Regions from separate parts of the Drosophila melanogaster genome. Here regions 1 and 3 are each linked to region 2. Evidence: chromatin contacts called from public Hi-C data. All regions are on one chromosome and are shown on one strand. Each heading gives the region's core, a stretch centred on a gene start, on an enhancer-like site or on the middle of the called end of the contact. The rest is flanking DNA. Distances are from core to core; before and after follow the strand shown.

The links. Hi-C and Micro-C count contacts between places; a contact is called where the count stands out from the background.
Region 1: a contact with region 2 is called in a Hi-C map of the Kc167 cell line, with 2.7 times the contacts expected there. The contact joins the promoter of PolQ here to the promoter of lncRNA:CR44331 in region 2. A contact is called at or near these places in 2 of 107 Hi-C or Micro-C datasets (the Kc167 cell line and embryo).
Region 3: a contact with region 2 is called in a Hi-C map of the Kc167 cell line, with 5 times the contacts expected there. The contact joins the promoter of CG31516 here to the promoter of lncRNA:CR44331 in region 2. A contact is called at or near these places in 3 of 107 Hi-C or Micro-C datasets (the Kc167 cell line and embryo).

The regions. Positions count from the first base shown.
Region 1 is chr3R:12,710,944-12,714,532 of dm6, forward strand. PolQ (DNA polymerase theta) reads right to left here and starts at 1,356. Exons shown (of 7, transcript NM_079609.3): 1 at 1-1,356. The coding sequence starts at 1,264. Men (Malic enzyme) reads right to left here. Exons shown (of 4, transcript NM_080141.4): 3 at 3,261-3,589; 4 at 2,160-3,204. The coding sequence ends at 2,529.
Region 2 is chr3R:8,111,961-8,115,600 of dm6, forward strand. It overlaps lncRNA:CR44331 (long non-coding RNA:CR44331), which reads right to left and starts at 2,043. Exons shown (of 2, transcript NR_125107.1): 1 at 1,149-2,043; 2 at 739-1,088. All of the region lies in intron 3 of puc (puckered), which reads left to right.
Region 3 is chr3R:4,217,823-4,221,444 of dm6, forward strand. It overlaps CG31516, which reads right to left and starts at 2,308. Exons shown (of 1, transcript NM_164316.3): 1 at 641-2,308. The coding sequence starts at 1,874. The coding sequence ends at 1,128. aux (auxilin) reads left to right here. Exons shown (of 13, transcript NM_164317.3): 4 at 425-492; 5 at 3,296-3,495. The coding sequence starts at 3,321.

The DNA of each region.
Region 1 (3,589 bases), core at 106-2,605, 4.6 Mb after region 2:
GAGCAACGGGTCGGTAGTTTGTGATGTACAACTCGGCGTCAAGCCAGCTCTGCAGCAGCTGCACATTCTCGAGTGTGGCCGACATGGTGATCACCTGGATCTGCAGTCCATTGCGACGGGACATGTAGAGGATCTTGGCTAGCAGAAGTTCCAGGATATAGCCGCGTCCCTTGTCCGAAATGAGATGCACTTCGTCTACCACCACCATGCCAATGGTTTCCAGTTTGCCCTGCTCCATCAGCTTGTTCACAATGGAGTTCGCCTTCTCAATTGTGCAAATGGCCACATGAAGGCTCTCAAAGCCTCCTGGTGGCGTATAGCCGCCGTAGAATCCCTCCACGCGGTAACCAGCCGGCGTGAGCAGATCCTGCATGTAGAACATTTTCTCGCGCACCACCGAGATGAAGGGCAGTATGAGCAGCACCTTTTTACCTCGCTCCAGTACGGTTTTCAGCATCAGTATCTCACTAACCAACGTCTTGCCTGCCGACGTGGGTGCTGAATAAACCAGGTTGCAGTGCTCAAACAGCAATCTAGGCTTGGAGAGACACTCCACCTGCCAGTCGAACATATCGACAACACCCTTCTTCTTGTACTCCGCTTGAATGCTCATGGGCAGGTTCCATGCGCTTATTGATCTAAGCGTGTTGAGATCAAGTGGCATTGCTGGTCTTTCGGGCATCGCTTCGCGGATCCTCGAGGAGTTGGGCGACACTCGCAGTTGGTTGGGCGACATGCTGCTCAGGTTCTGCGTGACTTGCGAAATCTCTTGATAGAATTCCTGCTTGGCCAATACGGAATGACTGTGCAAGATGTCTTCCTTCAGCTGCTCGGAAGCCTCTTCATCCTGCGCAGGACACAAAAAGCTGTTCTCATCCAGATTGGGCTGATCCAGCACTGCATCCGCGCCTGCGTCCTCGCCCTCGAACGAAGACTGTGTGCAGATTTGGTCATTCAAAGCGGATGAGCGGCTCTGATCCTCAGAGTCCTGATTGGAAACAACTGCCATATGCTGCTGAACCTGAGACACATTGACCACTGATTGTTCAGCTGGCTTATGGGCCTGATTCACTTCGTAGGAGAACTCGTCCCGGAAAAACTCCGAGTTAATTTCCTGGATCTCGCTATTTACCTCATTGCCGGCACTTTGGACTTGGATATTTCCGTTTCCTGGCTGTGCATTCTCCTTGTCGTCCGCTTGCATTCCTTTCTCCAGCGCCATTAAGGTGCTGTTTCCGAAGTTGAACGACTGCGAGAATGCCATTGCGCCGGTGCGTTTTTATACTGAACTAAGAATTGTTGCAAACTGCTTGTTACAAGTGAAATGAATAAAATGAAAACGAAACGTCGCGCGGTCAATGTGGCCGTCTTATGATTAGTTTCAAATATACTATTCATGTTTGTGACACTTTGAATGAACTGTTTACACCGCCAGCGGTCCCACTGAAACCTTGTTCACACTGCACGCGACTTTCTTACAAAATATCTTAATTAAACAGATTTTATTTATACCGTTACTTTCCGAATTCCATATGCGTGCTATGGGGCATTTAGCACAAAGCTAAGGTCCCACTAAAACCTTGTTCACACTGCACGCGCCTTTCTTACAAAATATCTTAATTAGACAGATTTTATTTATACCGTTACTTTCCGAATTCCATATGCGTGCTATAGGGCATTTAGCACAAAGCTAAGGTCCCACTAAAACCTTGTTCACACTGCACGCGCCTTTCTTACAAAATATCTTAATTAGACAGATTTTATTTATACCGTTACTTTCCGAATTCCATATGCGTGCTATAGGGCATTTAGCACAAAGCTAAGGTCCCACTAAAACCTTGTTCACACTGCACGCGCCTTTCTTACAAAATATCTTGATTAGACTGATTTCATTTATACCTTTACTTTCTTGCTAAGTGTAAGCTAAGTGTAGTTAAGTGTAAGCCTGAAATCCAAGCCCAAGACCAAAACTGAAAGCAAAAGACCCACAGCAAAAACTCAAAAAACTCCACGACGCAACAAACTCGCGTTCGAATCGCAAGCAAGCTGCGCTGAAATCGCTAACAAGCCAACCAAAAGCCGCACGAAAGTTGCGCCCAAGCCGCAATGAATTTAACGCTGACTTTATGAACTTTAAAAGAAACCTTTGGCTTATTTTTGTTTATTTCTTTATTTGTATATATCCTTAGAATAGTTTGTGTTGTTCAAGATTACATAAAATTTGTTTACATATCTATTAGATCAATATCCCATTTACATAGTTAGCATTATACAAAATCGCGCGCCGCAAGCTGATGACATTCCATTTTAGTTGGTTTTTTTTTATAATATGGTTGTTGGTGGATAGTGTGTGGTTGTGGTTAATTAGCCGCGATACAAATTTGGATATTATGCTAGACGACAAATGTGCGACATTATAAAATAAATAACATGGTTACTGCTCGCCGCCCTTGCCGGATATCTTTTGATGGCCACTCCTTTTGGTTTCTGGGGTTAGGCGGAATGGATCCTCATCATCTGGCCATCATCTACATCTTATAGGTGGCGGGCACGGATCGGGGATAGTCCAGATCGTACATCTGGGCCTTGATGAACGCCAGCTTATTGACCGGCTCTGGACGAACAGTGGCCAATCCGTTTTTGTAGGCGTACTCCACAATCCTTTCGGCAATGGCCATCGAACAGCTGACAATGGAGCTGAGTGGTGGATACAAGCTGCCCTTGGCCAGGTCGTCCTTGGAGACCAGCTCCGCCAAGCGCTCGGCGGCGACCAAGAATACCTGCTCGGGAATGTTCAGCATGCCGGCACACAGAACACCCAGTGCCACGCCAGGGAAAATGTACGAGTTGTTGCCCTGACCCGGATAGAACTTCTTGTTGTTGTACGTCACAGGAGCAAAAGGCGAACCGCTGGCGAAGATGCAGCGCCCCTTGGTGTACGTATACGCCTCCTCGGCGGTGCACTCCGCCTTGCTGGTCGGATTGGACAGTGCAAAGATGATCGGCGTCTCATTAATATCGGCCATCAGCTCAAGGATCTCCTGGTTGAAGGCGCCGCCCTGCGCAGCCGCTCCAATCAGGACATTGGGACGCACCTTTCGCACCGCCTCTGCCAAAGTATCGATGGGTTCGTGCAGCTGGGCAAAGTGCAGCTTGTGTTCGGTGAGTCCGCCCTTTGGACGATCGCGGGTGATGACACCACGGCTACATAGAAAGCATCTATAAGTATCAGGATGTATTTTGATTATATATCGACCTACCTATCCACCATCCAGATGCGGGCCTTGGCCTCCTCCTCGGTGAGACCCTCCACCTTCATGGCCATCAGGCACAGGTTGGCAATACCAAGAGCCGCTTCTCCGGCGCCCAGGAACAACAGCGTGTTATCCTTCAGCTGGGTCTTCTTGATCTTTAGCGAGGCCAGCAGACCAGCCACGGCCACCGACGCGGTTCCTTGAATATCGTCGTTGAAGGTGCAGAAGGAGTCGCGGTATTTGGACAACAGCCTGAAGGCATTGGCGTTGGCAAAGTCCTCGAACTGGATTAGGCAGTTTTGACCAAAGCGACGAACGCAGGCATGCATGAACTC
Region 2 (3,640 bases), core at 793-3,292:
ATTTTAAATGAAAATAATAATATGTAGCCGCCTGCTTCACTGAGACGCAAAAAAGGGGGCACGAGGTGGGAACGAGGAGAGAACTTTAGCCGTGGAATATAATGCTGACGTCAATCGCATTTTTCCATTTCCATTTTCTATGTCCAAAGCTGTTCATCAAGTATTTTTGTTTTGCTTTTTTTATACACATATGTATGTATATATATTTTTTTTCATCCAAGCTAATGTCTTGGCACGTGTGCACGAGCTTTGTCGTTCTTATTGCTGCTTTTGTTTCTAGGTATTATTAATGTTTTTTGTAGCGTCTGTGGTTTAAGTAGTGCAAATATTTCATTTAAAACAAGCGCGAGAAAAAAAGTGTGGGCGGGTATGAGCGACCGACGACCTCCAAACTAGACGTCTCTAAAAAGTGATATTATTGTTCTACACAGCCACGGATTGTATCGTACTCGGTTTTCAAAGCATATGCTTAATTTTAAATGCCTTTGACCCTATTTTAAGTAAATATGAGTATTTGTTGGATTATATTTCAGTACCTTGAATGAACAGGCCAAATTCGTAAAAGAAACTATGTGTATGAAATGGATCCTAGACCTTATTCATATTATAAATTGAATTACAGGTTAAATAAAGTTATTTTATTTTAAAATCAGCAATAATCCTTCTTCATAAAATAAAGTTAAAAGGCTCAATGTGCCATTTTAATCTTTGTTATAATCTTAAGTTAATAGCTAATTTGGAGTAAACCGTAAAAAATTTCAAAGCAAAGCTCAAGTCAAAGTAATTTCCAACGTGGAATACATGTACATATCTATCCAACTCCCTCGCTCCCATGGAGGCAATTGGGGTGCGTTGATAAGGAGCAATGCTCCTTCCACCTCAAAAAGTTTTTGTTGTGACTTCTCCTACGCTTATCCATTCGCCTCTCTTCATCGCCTCCTTCGCTCCTTCCGTCCTCTGTCCCTTCTTCTTCTTGGTCGTCGCATTGTTGTTGCTGTTGCGTGTTGGCGTTGGCAGACAGCATGGCGGCAGCGGCGTCGTCGTCGCATTGTTGTTGCTGCCGTAACTGTGTTGCGACTTTGGCCACACTGAAAAACATAACTGATAGAAATAAGGATTTGAAAAAAAATTACTCTTTTAGTTCACACCTACTCATTTAGTTCCACCTGAGATTTGGTGCTTCAATATTTTTTAAAACGTAAGATGGTATAATATTCTGTCTAATCTTAACGAAACGCCTGAGTTACTTGAAAGCTATAGCCTTGCGAAGGTCGATCTTTGTAGATAAAAGTTTATCATAGAGTAAACTCGGTAGAATATGATAATAGGAGCCACAACTATAGCCGTTTTTGTCGGTGCAGACAAGTTTGCACGGGCAATGGAAACTTTATGCAGATTGCAGCACCAACAACAAGGCTAGCTAACCCAACCAGCCAACCGCAAACGTCCTTTCTGATAAGGGTTGTGTCGTCGACGCGCCTCCTGCGCTGCCCGAGTGTTAATGTATTTTTGGCCACCACTGTGCCCTGGCTCGATGATGACTCATCGCCATTACGTTTCGTTGTTCGTTCACAATGCAATGTGGAACACAGAGAGCGAGATGGCGAGAGAGTGGGTGGGCGATAGGTGGTGGTGGGTGGGTGGATGGATGGATGGTTGGGTGAACGGTACAGCCGCATCGATTTTTCTGTTGGCTTCTTATTGTTGCTATTTATTGCGCCGCCAACGGCACTTCTCACCCCTCTCTTTTCCTCCGGCGCTGTTTCGTTTTGGCATATGTTCTATTTTTGTAAACATTTCGGTTCCTGTTCATGAGTCATCGATTTGGTTTTTTCTTCTTTTAGTGGGTTATCCTTGTGCGTGCGGCCTCGGCTGTTGGTGTTTTATGGTCGTTGTTGTTGTTGTGGATTTCAGGTGCGGGGCGCAGCAACAGCTGGTTAATATCGCTTCCTCTCTCGCTTGCCTGCGCTCTTTATTTTATTTGCATCTGTCGGATCAGAATCCTTGGTTCAGACTTCTTTTGACCGCTACACAGAAAGAAATCTAAGTAACAAATTTTTAAAATGGGATTAAAGCTTTAAAAAAATTTTAAAGTGTGCTTCTATTAATTGTTGCTCCTTAACTTCGCCGCTTTTATACATGCTTAAGTATTATTTTTATAAATGCTCTACCTCTCTCGCTCACTCACACCCGCGCAGCAACACATTAGTACTCAGGCACGAAGTAACGGTGGGTGGGGAGACGGACAAGAGAAAGAAGAAGCAAAAGGAGGTGGCGGCGGCGGCGGGAAAGAAGAAGCAGGGAAAAGTATACGTACAATTTTGTACTGAGTGCATGAGTCATGATTTCGCTTCTCTGTTTGTGTTTGTGAGTTTGTGTGTATTTGCCCCGGCCTTTTGCGCATTCGTTTTTGGTTTGCCGTCGTCACCTTATGCCTATTATTATTGTTTTATTTCGCCTGAATATATGCTGATCCCCTTCTTAGTGAGCTTCCTCTTCTACCGTACAACTTATGATTTCTCATTGTTCCGCTGCTTTTCGTTTTCCATTCATTATAACAGCACTTTGTGTGCGCGGGGGTGGCGGGGTGTTGGGGGATGTGGGGAAAGAGGAAGCACCGCTATTTTGAAGCAGAGCTTAAAATGAACTCAACGCCGGCAGAGGCAGCGGCAGTGGCAGCGGCACCGGCAGAGGCTCATTAGGCGACGGTAGAGTTCGAGGCCCCAATTGTTGTTGTAGTTGTAGTTGTCGGATAATGCTAATGTCATTATGCTGTGTCATTAACATGAACGATAAACCAAACCGAGCCACTTGGCCTAGAAAGCAATCAAAGCCTCAATTGTCAGGAAATTGAGCGGTATTTCAATCGGTAGTATTCGCTCTATTTTACTTGTAATGGAGATTTAAGCGTTACAAGGATTTTTCAGATATCCCAAAAAGTTAAGAACTAAAAAATTAAAGACCAATTTACTAATAACAAATGAAATTTGCATCTATTTCTGTACATATGTATGCAATGTTTTGTTTCATAAACCAAGAAAAAGAGGTAAAATCTTACTTCCTTCAAGGTATCTGACATTTTTAAACACAAGGCCATAATTATAAACAAACGTTCCGCTTAAATTGGCCAAGAATACCAGATGCTGAGGTAAATAAACATAATAGCAAGGTTTAAATTCGAAATAGAGATCTCTCACAGCAATGCTCGATCTATTATCTATTATCTATTATCTAGGGGCTTTCTAGCCGATTCCACATCCTTTCCTACGATTGCCATCCAATTTGTCAACTTATCGCCGCGATGTCTGTACTGACTGTACCCATATTATTTGCGCGCCAAGCTATCAAGTTATCAAGCCGTCAACTTTTATCTGCCAACGACGGAGAGGCCTCTTTGGCGAACTAACTTAATCTACAACGGAGCATACAAACACACATATGTACATATATAGATTTGTATATATACGGTTACAGGTTACGTTTACGGGGCATTCGAAGTACAATTACGGGTTGTGGACACACGGTCGTAGAAGCAGCTAAGCAAACTGAAAGCTGAGGCCCCTCGAGAACATTTGGCGATAGTCACATTCTATATACATACATATATACAATTGGACAGCTGATTAGATAAAACTATGAA
Region 3 (3,622 bases), core at 1,058-3,557, 3.9 Mb before region 2:
GTGGTGCGTTTCCGTGAGCTTAAATATTCAATTATTAAGTACAACATTTTTACCAAGAAACATTAACATTTAGATTTGTAAGTTTTGGTACGCGTAGTGACGAATAGCACCGATAGTGGAGTGCACTGCAATATTTCCATGCTGATTGAAACTGCAGAAAGTAAAAGTGAACATTTTTTAATAATTTTGAAAAACTAAAAATATACTCTTTTTGTTACATTCTGCTTGAATGCACCGTGCCAACTATTCCTTGTGGTTCAAATAACAACAGTGCGAAAATATTTAAAATATACGTATTGGCTTTGTTTTAAAACCCTCCAAATGACAATAAAGTAAGATTAATAAATGTTAGAATTATGTCTACATTTAAATATATTTAACTGGTAGCCATACGATTGTAGAATCTGCTCTTTCCCGCTTACAGATATACTTGTACTAAGGAAGAAGAAGGCTTTTGGAAAGTTTGCAACATCCGGATGGGCAGACACGAATGTATGTACATATATACTTTAAATGATTTAATATACCCTCAGCAAGAGAATAAAGAATATAGTCATATATATTAAACATATTTTTAACAATCGTAATTGTTTGTTTAAGATCTTAGTCTTATGAGGCCAGTTTATGGTCATGGTTCTATGGTGCACTAAAATTTATTTCATTTAATATATTTTTAAAACTCAAATAACATCAAATAACAACAGTCATATGTGGGGGAACTAATATATTATTTATAATATGAGACCCTTGGTCACTTCATAATCATTCGCAGCCTAATAGGTTCAAGGGCCGGCGCCTCTCACTACATATTTGAATCTTAAGTAAACAGAGAAGTAATTGCTGTGTGCGCTATCGTTAAAAAAAAGTGGTTTGAAGAACGATTACAGCCGTTGGTACATTCGTAAGTGGGATAAGATCCAAGCAGTCGCATCATCGCCCGTACCAGACCAAGGGAGGCCACAGTTTACTGCCAATTTTCGCCATATTCATGGCGTCTGTGCTGCTGGGCGGGGTCTTAGAGTTAAAGGCTTTTTAATTAACGTAAATTTCACTTTTTCATTAAACATGTAACATTGCGAGGCATCCACGGAACATGACAACTTGAAGCGTGAGAGGAAAGACCAATATTATCTGCCGTAGAAACTGAAGATGCTCCTGTCAGCCAGCTTCTTTGGCGTATACTGCCACGCATCGGACCTAGACCCCACCTCCAGTGCTTCCTGATCCTGCCCCTGATCCTGCAGTGCGTCGCGAACGAAGAATACTCCTCTGGCGCCAAAGCGCAGGCAGCTGAAGCGGTACTCGAAGAACTGGCTGGCCAGAACTTTAAAGACCACCGACAGACATATCTGCATGTTGCCCTCGCCGAACGCACGGATGTCGTAGAGTCTGAGGCAGCTGGAGAGCGGCAGCGGCACGCAGTATTCGGGCGGATTTCGAGTCGAGAACCCGAAGGTTGCCACCTTGCGCTGGTTTATCTCGACGCTGAGGCGCAGACCTAGATCCGCCCGGGTGTAGTCGAGGGCGGCGCACAACCGCTGGTTGGCTGATTCGCCGAGTCCCAGAGCCAGGCCAAGGCAGCACCGGCAAGAGAACTCGACGCAGGAGCAGGGCTGCCAGAGCTGGGGTAGCTCTACGATGTTACCGTTCACGGGCTGCCGTCTGCCCCGCGAAACAGCCGAGTACCGCAGCGGCTCCAGCTGTTGGCCACTAAAGGGGTTGTAGATAACCAGTCGTGGCACTGCACCCGGAAAATCAGCGGGACTCGGATCCCGCCCCAGCGCGTCTAGAGCGTAGAACTCCGTCCGACAGGGCACGACGACCGTCGTCAGCAGGCAGATCAGTCCGGGGATATTTCTTAGTCGCCGGCACATGGTGGCTATAGTTTCAAAGTCCAGATCCAGGGGTCTCGGGGTTTTTTCTATAGCGTGCTCTCGGCTGCAGTTGTGCAAACAGAATGCTCCCGCTGTTTGCCTACAGAGGGGTTTTCCACGACCCCGACCGCTTTGCAGGCGCACCAAATGGCGCGGAAAATGTTTATTTTTATTGTCTTACATTAAACGGCTTTGGCCGAATGCGGCTCCCTGAAAATTGTGTCAATGCTAGATCGGGGGCATCGATACAACGTGGGAGTAGGGCGGTGGTAATTAGTACACTGATAAGGTTGTGTATTTTGCATTCGACAAATCTCCACGCGTTACGTGAAACTGGCCAGGTGCACACAGCAAATTGCAAGCTTAACTTCAATGTCCAAAATAAGCGGAGCTCGGTTTGCGCAAACTTACGGCCATATCGGTCATCTGTAACTATCCGTATTCGCCAGCGGCCCAAGCGTAGCGCAACACAGCTCTCAATTATCCAAAGACAGATGTGTAAATATACTGCCGTTACCAACTTGTTGCTGTTCCACGGAGGGGAGGTGCCCCAAAGGCTTACTAGTCATACTCCATTTCTTCATTCCGACGGCCAGCTGTTGCAGCGGTTGTCCCCTGGGTTTCCCCTTAGCTGTTGACTTCAATCAGCCAACTCTACCTGGCACAATGTACATAGGAAACTCAAACTTCAGAGCTGGACCTTGAATTGGCTCAAAGACACATGCACGCTTGATGCACAGCTAAATGCGGGAATTTACTCAGGCGACTCAAAGGGGAATGACTTTTCGAAAAAAGTGTTTAACCTTTCAATTACATTTTATTTTCTTTCAAAGCTGTCACAGCCCCAGTCAAAAATGCAATACCTCTAGACCTCTGATAAATGTGGTTGTGTGCGCTCTTTTAACCGTATCAAGCTAAATGGGTACTTGTTGAAGAGTATGAACTAGCGGAAGGAACTCTTTAGAGCATATATCTTGACATGACTGCTCGTACAAAAACTGTGATCTCTTAAAACCTCGCAAGGGCGTTGGCACTGCACGCATTTTAAATATAATACAATCACCTCAGGTGCAATCTTAAAGCCAGGATTAAACGTCTGAATTTTGAAGAGTCAACATACAAAATGTTTGCTTAAAAGCACTCTAAATTTAGTCGAAATTCATAATCTAGTTATCCGCGCGCCACATCGATAAGAGCCCAGCGTCAAATATCGATAAGAGCACAGCGCCACATATCGATGGTGAGCCAGGCCTGCGCGATCAAGCTATCGGAGCAAACTGATTCCGCTCCACCCTGCTGAGGAACCTGCTCCTCCGCAGCCCTGGATTCTTTTTATTTTTTTGTGGCCACGGCGCTACGAAAATGTTTTAGTTCAGTTAACGGGCGCCAGATATTTTAGGTGTATCACTTGTCGATTACAGCCTTCTAGCATTGGCCACCACCAAAATGGGCGAGTTCTTTAAGTCGCTCAACCTCAACTACTTCTCCTCTAGCGAGGTCAACGGAGCTGCAGGAAACGGAGCACCAGAGGCCCTCGGTGGCAGGCTGGACAATGACTTCGTGGGCCAGGTCGTTGAAGTCGCTGGACACAGGCTGCGCATCAAGTGTGTCATCGCCGAAGGTGAGGAACGTGGGTGGAAAAATCAATAGGAAGTGAAGCCGAAGCCACCAGGCCGATCCAAGAACTTAAATGCTTCTTGTTTGCGCTTTCCGAGCTCGAGAGGCGCAGCTCTGCTTGAGCCAAGCCA